Regions from separate parts of the Mus musculus genome. Here region 2 is linked to region 1. Evidence: chromatin contacts called from public HiChIP or PLAC-seq data. All regions are on one chromosome and are shown on one strand. The core of a region is the stretch at or near the end of the contact, and the rest is flanking DNA. Distances in the headings are between cores, read along the strand shown. Region 1 overlaps Cep250 (centrosomal protein 250). Region 2 holds the start of Fam83c (family with sequence similarity 83, member C).

The links. HiChIP or PLAC-seq counts read pairs in DNA pulled down with a chosen protein or histone mark.
Region 2: an H3K27ac HiChIP or PLAC-seq map of double positive thymocytes shows a contact between it and region 1, with 5 read pairs. The contact joins the promoter of Fam83c here to the enhancer-like site in region 1. A contact is called at or near these places in 10 of 39 promoter capture datasets (3T3-L1-derived adipocytes, embryonic stem cells, hematopoietic stem and progenitor cells and 6 more), 1 of 484 Hi-C or Micro-C datasets (bone marrow-derived macrophages), 9 of 115 datasets of contacts at active chromatin or transcription factors (the 230-238 cell line, bone marrow-derived macrophages, double positive thymocytes and 3 more) and 4 of 9 other capture datasets (adipose tissue, embryonic stem cells, liver and 1 more).

What each region holds. Positions count from the first base shown.
Region 1 is chr2:155,974,995-155,980,992 of GRCm38.p6, reverse strand. Cep250 (centrosomal protein 250) reads right to left here. Exons shown (of 33, transcript NM_001130000.1): 16 at 5,129-5,322; 17 at 4,782-4,909; 18 at 4,435-4,604; 19 at 1,682-1,849; 20 at 1,147-1,281. It overlaps LOC108168808 (a long non-coding RNA gene), which reads left to right and starts at 5,322. Exons shown (of 4, transcript XR_001783524.2): 1 at 5,322-5,407; 2 at 5,514-5,593. Within about 2 kb of position 1,507, at least 188 of the 459 cell types and tissues checked have an H3K27ac peak or open chromatin away from gene starts, as enhancers often do. A contact at or near this core is called in the 230-238 cell line, adipose tissue, bone marrow-derived macrophages and 5 more, where this site is marked.
Region 2 is chr2:155,831,727-155,837,570 of GRCm38.p6, reverse strand. Fam83c (family with sequence similarity 83, member C) reads left to right here and starts at 2,719. Exons shown (of 4, transcript NM_027788.3): 1 at 2,719-3,328. The coding sequence starts at 2,861.

The DNA of each region.
Region 1 (5,998 bases), core at 258-2,757:
ACATGTAGAAGCTACATAACAGAGAAACTCTGCCTCAAAAATTATTTAATTAATTAAGTTAATAATAAAAATGTAGTAATTTTGTAATTTAGTAGTTGAACATTTGCCTAACATATCCAGGTTTGATCCCCAGAACCACCAAAAGATAACAATAATTTAAAAAAAACGTAAACAAGAATATATAAAATCATGCATGAGGGGCTAGGGAAATGGTTGGTGGTTAAGAGCACTGGCTGCTCTTTGCTCTTGCAGAATACCCAGGTTCAGTTCCCAGAAACCATATGGTGACTCAAAACTTCACTAACTCCAGTTCCAGGGGCTCTGACATCTTCTGGCCTCTGCAGGTACCAGGCCTGAACATGGTATATATACATACATGCAGGCAAGACATTCATACACATAACATAAAAATAAATAAATCTGGGACTGGAGAGATGGCTCAGAGGTTAAGAGCACTGTCTGCTCTTCCAGAGGTCCAGAGTTCAATTTCCAGCAACCCCATGGTGGGTCACAACCATCTGTTATGGGATCCAATGCCATTTTCTGGTGTGTCTGAAGACAGCTACAGTGTACTCATATACATAAAATAAATAAATATAAAAAAATCATGCATCTCTCTTACACTTAAAATATCAGTCACCAGTTTTCCACTGGCCTCTAAACAAACCCCAAGCTCCCATGGCTAAGGAGGGGTCCTTTCCTTCTCTCCTCTCTTCTGTACTGACCCCAAGTTTATCACACTAGAGCCATGTACCTCCTTTTACCCCATATTTCCTAAGCCTCTGTCTGTCTGTTTCAGGGCCCTCTGACAATGGAATCCTGTGCCTAACATGTCCTTCAAAACTACCCTTAGCTGGGAAGGTTCTGCTGCCAAGTGTGATGACCCGAAGTCAATCCAGGGTCCCAGCTGGCAGAAGGAAAGAGCCAACTCTACCATGGGAATTCCATAGGCATGTCATGCCATATGTACATGCATGCACATGCACACAGAATAAACAAACAGATGTAATTTAAAGGTAATTAAAAACTGCCTCCTTCTAGCACTGAAGCCCCACAGTTCAATCCCTAACAATACTTTAAATGAGGTGTTATGGTCCACACTAGGTGGTAGAAGCAGAAGGATCAGGCACAGGGCCATCGCCATACCTGTTCCTTTAACTTCTGAATCTTCATGTCCTGTCTCAGCCTTTCCAGCTGTTGACTAGCATCTGCCAGCTCCTTCTGGGTCCTCAGCAGTGTCTCCAGGAGGGATACTCTCTCCTTCTCTGTTTCTAGCTGCATCTGGGGAAGGGCAGGAAGGGCAAGGGCTTCATGGCTCTGGATTATCATGTTCACCCAGGAGGCCATAAGCACATCTCATCTGCTCCAAGGTCTTCCAACAACAGGATGAGGGGCTGAGGGCAAGGGAAAGTCTCGGACCATTAACTTAGAACCAGGAAGTGCAAAGACTGCCACCGGCTCATAAGCTGACAGGATGTGGTCAATGCTGGCCCTCCCTCGGGAAGTATGACACACTGCCTGCTTGCAGCTAACTGCATGTTAGTCTCCTCACAGGCAGCAGGGCAGTAGCTACACTCTTCAGGAAGCCCCTCCTGAGCCCTGTTCTTAGGAATGGAAAAGTAAGAGGGGAAGAGACCGGGCATGCAAACATCATGAGGATATAAAGCTCGAGGATGCTTACTTGATACAGGGCGCTGTCAGCCTGGCTTCGTTCCTCTTCCCTCTGTGCACGGATGGCTTCCATTTCTGTCTGCTGCTCTCTCAGCTTTGTCTCCAGCTCTGCTCTCTCCCTCTCGAGGGTTTCCAGGGTCTTATCCAGCTCCTGCTGCAGCCAGGAGCGCTCTTTCTCCTGATCATGTAAAGGAACCCATACTGTTAAAGCCAGTGAGTGAGAGAGGAGACGGGGAGCTTGTCTGGACTTAGAATCTCTTCACTGTCTCACTGTGACATGGGCACTGCTTTAAGCCTGGTGACTCATTTCTCAGGGAAGTTTAAATCCCTGTCTCACTAAAATTTAAAGGTCATTTAATATTTTTTTAAAAGATTATTTTTAAAAAATAATATATAAACTGGAAGTGGTGGTGCACTCCTTTAATCCTAGTACTTGGGAGGCAGAGGCAAGGTGGATCTGAGTTTGAGGCCAGCTTGGTCTAAAGAGTAAGTTCTAGGACAGCCAGGGCTACACAGAGAAACCTTGTCTCAAAAAAACAAAACCAAAAAATAAAATAAAATAATGTCAACTGCACAACCATCATAAACACCAAACCTTCAGGGTCAAAAAGCCAACTATAAAAATAACAAAATTAAGTTGTTCGCTCTGTCTAAATGTATGGCCACCAGAGAGCTAAATTTGTGATGTCAAAACAGGAAGAAATAGTCTATCAGTGCTGGTTAGCTATGAGCAGAATATTTTGCTATTGAAAGTGCCACGTCCTGGGCAGTGAGACGGTGCAGAAAGTAGAAGCAGCTGCTATGTCAGTTTGCAGACCTGAGGCCCAGCTCCAGAACCCACACTGGAGGGAGAGAATCAACTTAAGACTTTTGATTATTTTGTTTTTGAATATTTATTTTTATTTATGTGTATATGTGTGGCATATATGTATGTATGGGCACAGAGGCCAGAGGAAGGCTTTAGAGGCAACTGGGAATCACCTGAGGTGGTTACTAGGGACCAACTCAGGTCCTCTGAAGAGCAGACTCTCTAACCATGGATCTCTCTAGCCCCTTGATCATGTTTTACAGTGAGTTTGCTGACAAGAAAGCAGCCAAAAATTTGCTCATTTTTGGAATTATGTGGGTATGACAGCAGGTATTTTCAAATAGTTGAGTAGTGTCCACAAGGCATTTCCTCAACTAAAATTCAGTCATGATACCTCCTGAAAGCCCAAAGTAAAAGATTATAACCCTGCTGACTGATCAGCTAATGGCCTCAGATTTCCTGAAAGGAGTGACTATCATGGTCACACTTGGGCCATGGTGGTCCCTTCTCTCTTCCCCTTCCCACACCCTCAGACAGACTACTCCCTTGTAACTGTTTTTAATTAAATAAAGGTTTAGAGAGGGTCTCACTATGAAATCCTGGAACTCATTAAGTAGATCAGGTTGGCACTGAACTCACAGACATCCACCTGCCTCAGCTTACGAAGTGCTAGAATTAAAAGCGTGTACTGCTACTCCGTCCAGCTGAGAAGTGTTAGATGATATGTGCTCTGTCCTCTCTGGTGCCTGCATCTGCCTTAGTCAGAGTGACACGAGGTAGGAAGCACTGGGCCACATAAGCACCATACTTAGGAGTGTAGCTACTATAGTTCCTCATGCCCCAAAAGGCATAAAAATAAATCTACATGAGTATAAAATAAAAACAAGAACAAGAAATTTAATTAAGTAATTAGACGGCAGAAGAAACAATTCTTTTTTTCCCCCCAGACAGTTCTAGTCCTGGCTGTCCTGGAACTATCTCTATAGACTAAGCTGGCCTCAAACTCACAGAGACCTGCCTGACTCTGCCTCTCGAATGCTGGGATTAAAAGGCATGTGATACTACATACACTAGCCTCCTAACTTTTGGAAAAAGGGTATTCCTTTGTAACACAGGTAGCCTTGAACTCACAAGGCTCCTGCCTCCTGGATGCTGAGATTATAACTGTGCTCTGCCAGGTCTGCTCCTAGGCTCCATACTTAATTCTTCATACACATCAAGCAAGCAAGCAGGCAAGGCAGCAAACAAAACACACACACACACACACACACACACACACACACACACACACACACACTGGATTTTATATCTTGGTAGTCACATTTCATTCTTCTTCTTTTTTGGGGCATAGTTATATATTTTAATTTAAAATGCTTATACATAAATACTGTTTTATTTCTGTCAACCTTTTAAAATATATTCATAATTAATGTTTTCTAAAGGTCTATTTACCTGTTTTAATATGAGTAGATGCATTAAAGGCATACACTCTCAGATTTCCCCATTAAGGCATCTAGATGCATAGTTACCAATTATAGAATGAAAAGAAGTTAAGATATATCAGTAAAAATTATTCATAGTTTTTTAAAGATTTATTTTATTATTATATCTAAGTACACACTGTTGCTGTCTTCAGAAGAGGGTGTCAGATCTCATTATGGGTGGTTGTGAGCCACCATGTGGTTGCTGGGATTTGAACTCAGGACCTTTGGAAGGTCACCTTTGGAAGAGCAGTCAGTGTTTTTTAGTTTGTTTTGTTTTTGTTTTTTATTTTTATTTTTTACTAGGTATTTTCCTCATTTACATTTCCAATGCTATCCCAAAAGTCCCCCATACCCTCCCCCCCATATTTCATTCTTCTAAGCATTATCTGGACCAAGAGGCAGCAGGCGGCAGGCTCACTGAAGGGAGGCCATGTCTGCCTCCCCTATGTCCCAATCACATCCACCACCTACCCATTTCTCTTGCAGCCTGTTCACCTCCTCCTCGTGGGCCACCTTCTGTCGCTCCAGAGATGCTTGCCCCTCCTGCTCAGCTTGGGCTAGCTGCCTGGCTACTGCATCCCACTCCTGCTCTGCCCGGGTCCTCTCAGCATCCAGTTCCAGCTTCAGGCATTTCACTTCCCCTATGACATCAGGTAAGATCGCCTCTGAGCCTCTGCCCTGCTCTTTCTCCCTGCCCACCCGCCTCAGGAGCAACTTCCTCTCAGAGCCCGAGTCTGGCAGAAGAAAGCTCTCACTGCTTTCTTGGCTGTTACTATCTCTTTGGAATGCAGTGTGCCCCATTCCAGCTGGGCTCTCACCTTGAATTACTTCCTTGGCTTGGATAATAGTTTGAATCTGGACCTCCAGCTGCCCCTTGGTGACCTGTATCACAGAATTTTGCTGTTGGGCCTCAAATAGATTGCTCTCCAGTTGCTCCTTGGCTGACCTATAAGATTTAGGAATCAGGGAGAGTTCTAACCCATCAAGCCCCTTACCCTTTCTCAAGAGGGACTGGGTTTTAAGTACAGGTCACCAGGGAAGCTCTAGGGCAATCACACGTCTACAGCTCTTTTAGAATGCATACACTGAGGACAGGGAGCTTAGCTTGGCTACCCTTACCCTTGCAAAGCTCTCTGTGCTCGGATGAACTAAGTGTGGGCCCTACCTGAGCCCCAGGACATGTTCAGTGAGGTCCTGTCGGTCCCGCTCCACAGCCTGCAGGCGCACCTCAAGAGCTGCCCTCTCCCGTACTAGGGCTTCCTTCTCCTGGACTGCCCTAGCAAGTGTTTCTTCCTGTCTTTCTGCGTCCTGATGCAGCTGTTCTAGGTGAGCTGTAGCTGTTTCTTGCTGGTGATGTGCCTGAGGGAGAGAAATTGGTGAGACACAGAGTAAGGCACAATCCCAGGATTCTTGCTCCAGAGCTACTAACAGCAAGTCAAGGCCAGTGAGTCTTCAAGGATTCTGAACTCCACACTGTGAGATCGAGCATTGTTGAATAACTGGCATTTATGTCTGTCTGTCTGTCTGTCTGTCTGTCCTTGATCAACCAGGAGTCCCCGGACCAGAAAGGATGTTCTCCAATGAGCAAGGCACTATACTGAGGCCAGCAGGACCTGTATATGCTAAGAAAGTGGGTAATGACCTGGGAAGGGGCTCTAAGAATGGGATACTCTAAGTATTGCCCTAATGCTCCAAGCATCAGGGCAGTGAGCAGTCTGGTAGGGAAAAGTATGCCTGTCATGATTGATCTTCACTGTCAACTTCGTGATTGAGAATCCCCGAGGAGCCACGCCTCTGTGTGTCTGTGAGGATGTTTCCAGAGAGGATAAGGAAGGAAGGGGAACCATCTGAATGTGGATGGAGACGCCTCATGAGCTGGAGTTGTAGATTCTAAAAAGGGCAACAGCAGAAAGCCCAGGGGACACCTTGTCCCCTTCCTGTCTCCTGATGCAAGTGAGCAGCTGCCACAAATTCTGGCCACCACAGAGACATCTGCTGCCATGCTTCCCCCACTTTGACAGACCATGTCCCCTCA
Region 2 (5,844 bases), core at 1,470-3,969, 140 kb after region 1:
CAGATAGTTCAGTGCACACACAAGCCCACGGACATTACAGTGTGCACACAGAGTCATGCCCAGGTATGGTTCTGCATACTTCATTTACCTGCATTTAGTTTTTCTCTACTCTTACAAAGATAGACTCTAGCCAGGCATTGTGATGCATGCCTGCAACGGCAGCACTTGGGGAACAGAGGAAGAAGAAGCAGGAATAGAAGCTGATCTTCTGATATTTCGTAAGTTTGAGGCCAGCCTGTCTCCCAGCACTCAGGAGGCAGAGGCAGGAGGATTTCTGAGTTCAAGGCCAGCCTGGTCTACAAAGTGAGTTCCAGGACAGCCAGGGCTACACAGAGAAATCCTGTCTCAAAAAAAAAAAAAATCAAAATATAATGAATAACACTTAGCAAAGTTTCTATTCTCGTGCTGTTTAAATGATGCAATTATAAAAAACCAAACATATAAACAAACAAGTTATCTATTAGTGAGTGAACAGATGTTCACATTGGATACACACACAATGAGATAACCAGCAGGCAGGCTACCTTGGGGGTGGAACGAAGGCATTGTGCTAAGTGAAAAGAAGCTGTTCACACAAAGACAAAAGCACCGCAGTGCTTCCCCTAAAAGAGGTCCCCGAGGCAGTTTATAAGAACCAAAATCGAGCAGACTCTATGGAGAGGGAGAAATGCAAAGTGCTTTGTGGACAGAGTCTTAGGTTTGCAAGACGTTGAGGTCTGAGATGGATGTAGTGGTGGGTATACTTAATGCCACTGAAATCCACTGACAGAAGTGGTAAATTCCGTGTGCATTTTTACCATAGTTAGAAGTAGTAGACACCTGGGTGATGGTGGTACACACCTTTGATCCCAGTACTTAGGAGGCAGAGGCGGGTGGATCTCTGTAAGTTCGAAGGCCTACCTGGTCTACAGAGCAAGTTCCAGGACAGCCAGGGCTACCCAGAGAAACCCTGTCTCAGAAAATGAAAACCAAAGCCAACTAATCAAAAAAAAAAAAAAAAAAGTGTTAAACAAGGGGCCAGGGCCAGTGAGGTGGCTCAGCAGGCAAAGGTGTCTGCCACCAAACCTGGTGACCTGAGTGTAACCCCAGGATCCACAGAGTAGAGACAAAGCTATCCTCCTCTGGCCTCCACACATGGTCTACGGAGCACACATGCATGCACACACACACACACATACACACACACAGAGTAAACAAACAAATACATTTAAGAGGTAATAAACAAGATACAGCACTAAAAATACGTTGCCAGGGTAAACCCAGTAGGCTCAACAGCTCAGGAGCCTGCCTGCCTCTGGGAGCCCTGATTCTCCCCTCACACAAATCTAGAGATAAAGTGCTAATGAGGGCTCTGTTACTCTTGCTGTCCCCACAGCTCATCTCCCTCCCACGTCTGACTTTGTTTACCTAGCTTCTTACCACTTTAGTAGCCTATCAAACACCACCCCCAACTCCCCCCAGGGAAGGGCCCCTTAGAGGACCTGGTGCTTAAGTTTCTGCTGCCACGCCTGCGATGAAATGGAATCATTTGAGGCCTTAGTCAATGGCTCCCTATTCTCTGGGCCCCTCACGCCTCTGTCCCATCTCCTACTTACCCTTTCCATCCACCCATCTCCACCCTGAAATCTCTTTCAGAAAAGCCTGTGTTTTAGACCCCAAATAAACTAAATTCAGTCATCTGTAACATAAAGCTTTAGGGTCTCCTGATTTCTGAACACCCTCATTAGATCTTACCCCTCTGCAGGAAGGTGATAACTAGTCTAGTTCCCCTGTCCCCCATTCTGCCACCATGTGCAATTGCCCACTGATGACCCCTTCTTTGGAGCAAAACTGCTTCCCCATTCTGAGAGGACAGACCCACACGTCCTGAGGCAGACACCTGCTCTGTTTTCATCCCGACCTTGCTGTGTATCCGTCTGCTGTCTGCCCCAGTGGAGGGGAGCTTGGCTCCTATCAGGCTGAGGGTATCCCCAGAGCTGTTCTGGAGGTGCAGCCGTCTGCCCTAGCCCACCACTCCACGCACAGACACAGTCCTTACAGCACTGACTGCAAAGTCAGTTCTAAGCATGGCTGCTGCTGTGTCTCAGTGGATAGTGCTCATCTAACAAAGCCCTGTGCGTTAGACTCTCAGCACCGCAGAAACTGGGCATGGAGGTGCATGCTGTAATCACTGGGGAGGTGGAGGCAGGAGGACCAGAACTCTAAGGTCATCCTTGGCTTCCTTGTGACATCAAGGTTAGCCTGGGCTATATGAGACTCGGTCCTTTTTTTTTTTAAGTGTGTTTTGCCAACATACGTATATGTATGTGTGCCCCGTACATGCCTGGTTCCCACAGAGCTCCCAAGAGGGCATTAGTGCTCCTGGATCTGGGAGTTACAGATGGTTGTGAGCCACCACATGGGTAGGGATGTATGGATGTGTGTGACTCTGAACATCCCCTACCCCTCAACATCCAGGGTGTGGTGTGGTGTGGGTGTGTGTGTGTGTGTGTGTGTGAGACCTAATCTCTGCAGGTTGCTGAAGGTCAGGGAATACAGGGAAGACTGGGAAAGAGCCAGCAGCACACACGAAGGGCCTGGCACTGCCACTTCCCCGAGCAGGCGTGTCCCGACAATAGACAGACTGGGTGGGACTGACCCGACAGGTTCCCAAGGCCAGGGGCAATGGGGGAGGAGCTTGGTTCAGACTTAGGGTGGCAACAGTTTGGGGGCCCTGTTGCACATGCAGGGCTGCCAAGCTGGCGCCAGTATCTTCTTCCTTATAGCAGCCAACCCAGATGCAAACCATGGAGCCTCGGGTGGGTTGGGCTCTAGGTGGATACGCACATTTAGCCGAATAGCACCCGCTGGGACCCAGGGCATGGCAGGACCCCTGCGGAGCCGGGTGGAGGAGCTGAAGCGGCCCTGGTGGAGGGAGAGCTCACCCCTGGTGCTCCAGCACAGCGAGGCTGCAAGACTGGCGGCAGATGCCCTCCTGGAACGGGGAGAGGCTGCCTACCTTCAGGTCATCTCCGAAGAGCGGGAGCTGCCCTTCCTGAGTGCCCTGGACGTGGACTACATGATCAGCCATGTGCGTGGGGTTCCTGAGCTCAGCGAGGCCCAGGGGTCAGAGACCTTAGGCCAAGACCTCAGCATGCTCTCTGAAGTTACCTCAGGCACCTACTTCCCTATGGCTTCTGACTTAGATCCCCCAGACCTGGACCTGGGCTGGCCTGAAGTGCCCCAGGCCACAGGTTTCAGTCCCACTCAGGCGGTGGTTCATTTTCAAAGAGACAAGGGCAAGAGCATCAAGGACCTGCTGCGATTCCTCTTCAGCCAGGCCCAAACGGTAAGAGCCTCACCTCTTCATACATTTCATAGCTGTGGGCACAGATGTGGGCTCCCAGGAGGTGGGGTTGGGGGGTGGGAGACCAGTTTGAGCCACACAGAAGCGTAAATGGAGAATTGGAACTAGAGTCTCTGCCCTCTGTTAGATTCCCAGTGGGTAGAGGTTGGGCAGGTGTTTTATTTTTCTTGGTACCCTTGGCATTCATGAGCCTTAACTTATAGAGCATAGCTCAGGGCTCTGGAACTTCACCCCAGAAGTGCATGTTGCGTTACTGAAAAGGATCCTTACGTTATCTTTCTTGGGAGGGAGTCTGTAGACTTCAGAGTATCAAAAAAAATTTAAGATTTATTTTTATTTCATGTTGATGAGTGTTTTGCATGCCTTGCGTGTGTGTGTGTGTGTGTGTGTGTGTGTGTGTGCACGGTGTGCATGCCCGGTGTCAGTGGAGGCCAGAGGAGAGCATCTAATCTCCTGGAACTAGAGTGACAGACAGTTGTTGAGCTGCCCTGCGTGCTGGGAATCGAACCTAAGTCCTCTAGAAGAGAAACCGGTGCTGTTCTTAACCACTGAACTAACTCTCTGGCCCTCAGAAAGTTCTGTGACTCCTCCCTCCCCACCCCAGACTAAGAACGCAACCATGGTGAACATATGAACAGCCCACCTTGACTAACGAAGGAAGACGCCAAAGACAGAGAGGGTCTAGAAGGAACTTGCCCAGAGAGGTTGTCTGGGTCTAACCCGGGGCACAGCTCAGCTTAACCCCAGCTGCACAGCAAGCCCTGTGCAGCATCAGCAGCCGGGTCTGAAGCAGGGCGGAGGGCACTGGTAGGTGGATTTTGGCATGGGCTATGTCTTTATTTTGTCATGAAGGAGGACTGAAGAGTGGTCGCTGCTGAGTCTGGGGACATTAGGAAGGGGTAGTCCCACCTGAGATCCCACCAGCGCCGCCAAGGCCGTGCTAGCAAGCTCGCCTGTGCCCTAGGCACAGGAGGACTGAGTTTGATTGGCATCGAGAGTGGGGTAATTAGCGAGTTTGTTGCCGTTGTCATCCTTGTCCCCCTTTGATCTTTCCTGCTGGCTCCTCCCTCACTGGCCAGACCTGTGCTGCATAGGAGAGCATCCCCAGTGCCCTGCCTGCTCACCACCAATTAGACCTTTGTGCCCCTGGGCTAAGAGTCGGGCTCCTGGGCTGAGCCACCAAGGAGGCAGCAGGGAAGGGGAAAGAGTTTAGCTTCTGTTGTGTGCCTAGCAGCTTTATCCCTTGTAACTATGGGATGCACCTATGTAGCAGACTAGGAAGCTGAGGCTCTCTAGCTAAGCCCAAGACTCTACTTCTAGGAAGTGGAGGATTATGCATTCGAACCCACTTCCTTTTGGCTCCAAGCTACAGTGGTGGTCTCCATCCCTCCCAGGCCACTTCACAGGACAGAAGACTCACAGTAGACACACACAATGGGAAGAAGGGACAGCTGGGGGCATGAGAAATACCCTGTATATTGGAGGTACAAATCTCAGCTCTCAGCTGACTGGCTTCACTTAGCACAGACAACAGGACGTTGTGAACAAAGCTGTCACACCAGACCTCTGCAGCTTCAAAAGCAAGGCTTGACAAAAGACATGAGAATCCCTGGGCCTGGATTGCAGCTTTCTTCCTTGTATGGAGCCTCAGAGAGGCAGGCTCCTCTAGGCCAGAGTGAAGCTGGTGCCAATGAGGAATATAGGAAACCAGCCTAAAAACTGGGGTCTGCTTCTGACTCCTGCCTTCTCCAATTCTCTAACAAACAGAGCTTTAACTCACATAGTTGATCTATAAGCATCTTTGAGACTCTGTTACCAGACACTGTCCTTAGACATCCCTCAAGGGCTGGAGAGATGCCTCAGAGGTGAAGAGCACTGTCTGCTCTTCCAGAGGTCCTGAGTTCAAGTATCAGCAACCACATGGTGACTCACAACCATCCGTAATGAGATCTGGTGCCCTCTTCTGGCCTGCAGGCATACATGCAGGCAGAATGCTGTAGACATAATAAATGATTTTTATTTATTTATTTATTTATTTATTTATTTATTTATTTATTTATTTATTTATTTATTTTTGAGACAGGGTTTCTCTGTGTAGCCCTGGCTGTTCTGGAGCTCACTCTGTAGACCAGGCTGGCCTTGAACTCAGAAATCCACCTGCCTCTGCCTCCCAAGTGCTGGGATTACAGGCATGCACCACCACTGCCCGGAATAATAAATACATCTTGAAGAAAGAAAAAGAGAAAGAAAAACATCTCAAACACTTTAAAACAACCAGGTTAAGACAGTCAATTCTCCCTGTGGCCAAGCTAAGAATGCTAGGCTAAGGCACGGTGGCACATGCTGAAATCCCAATAATCAGGGAGCTGAGACAGGAGTGAGCTCAAGGCCAGCTTGGATTGCGGGGTTACGGACTTTGGATCTAGATCTAGACATAGATACATAGAGATAGAGAAATAGACATAGAGATAGAGATATATGAGAATCTGATTCTGGTG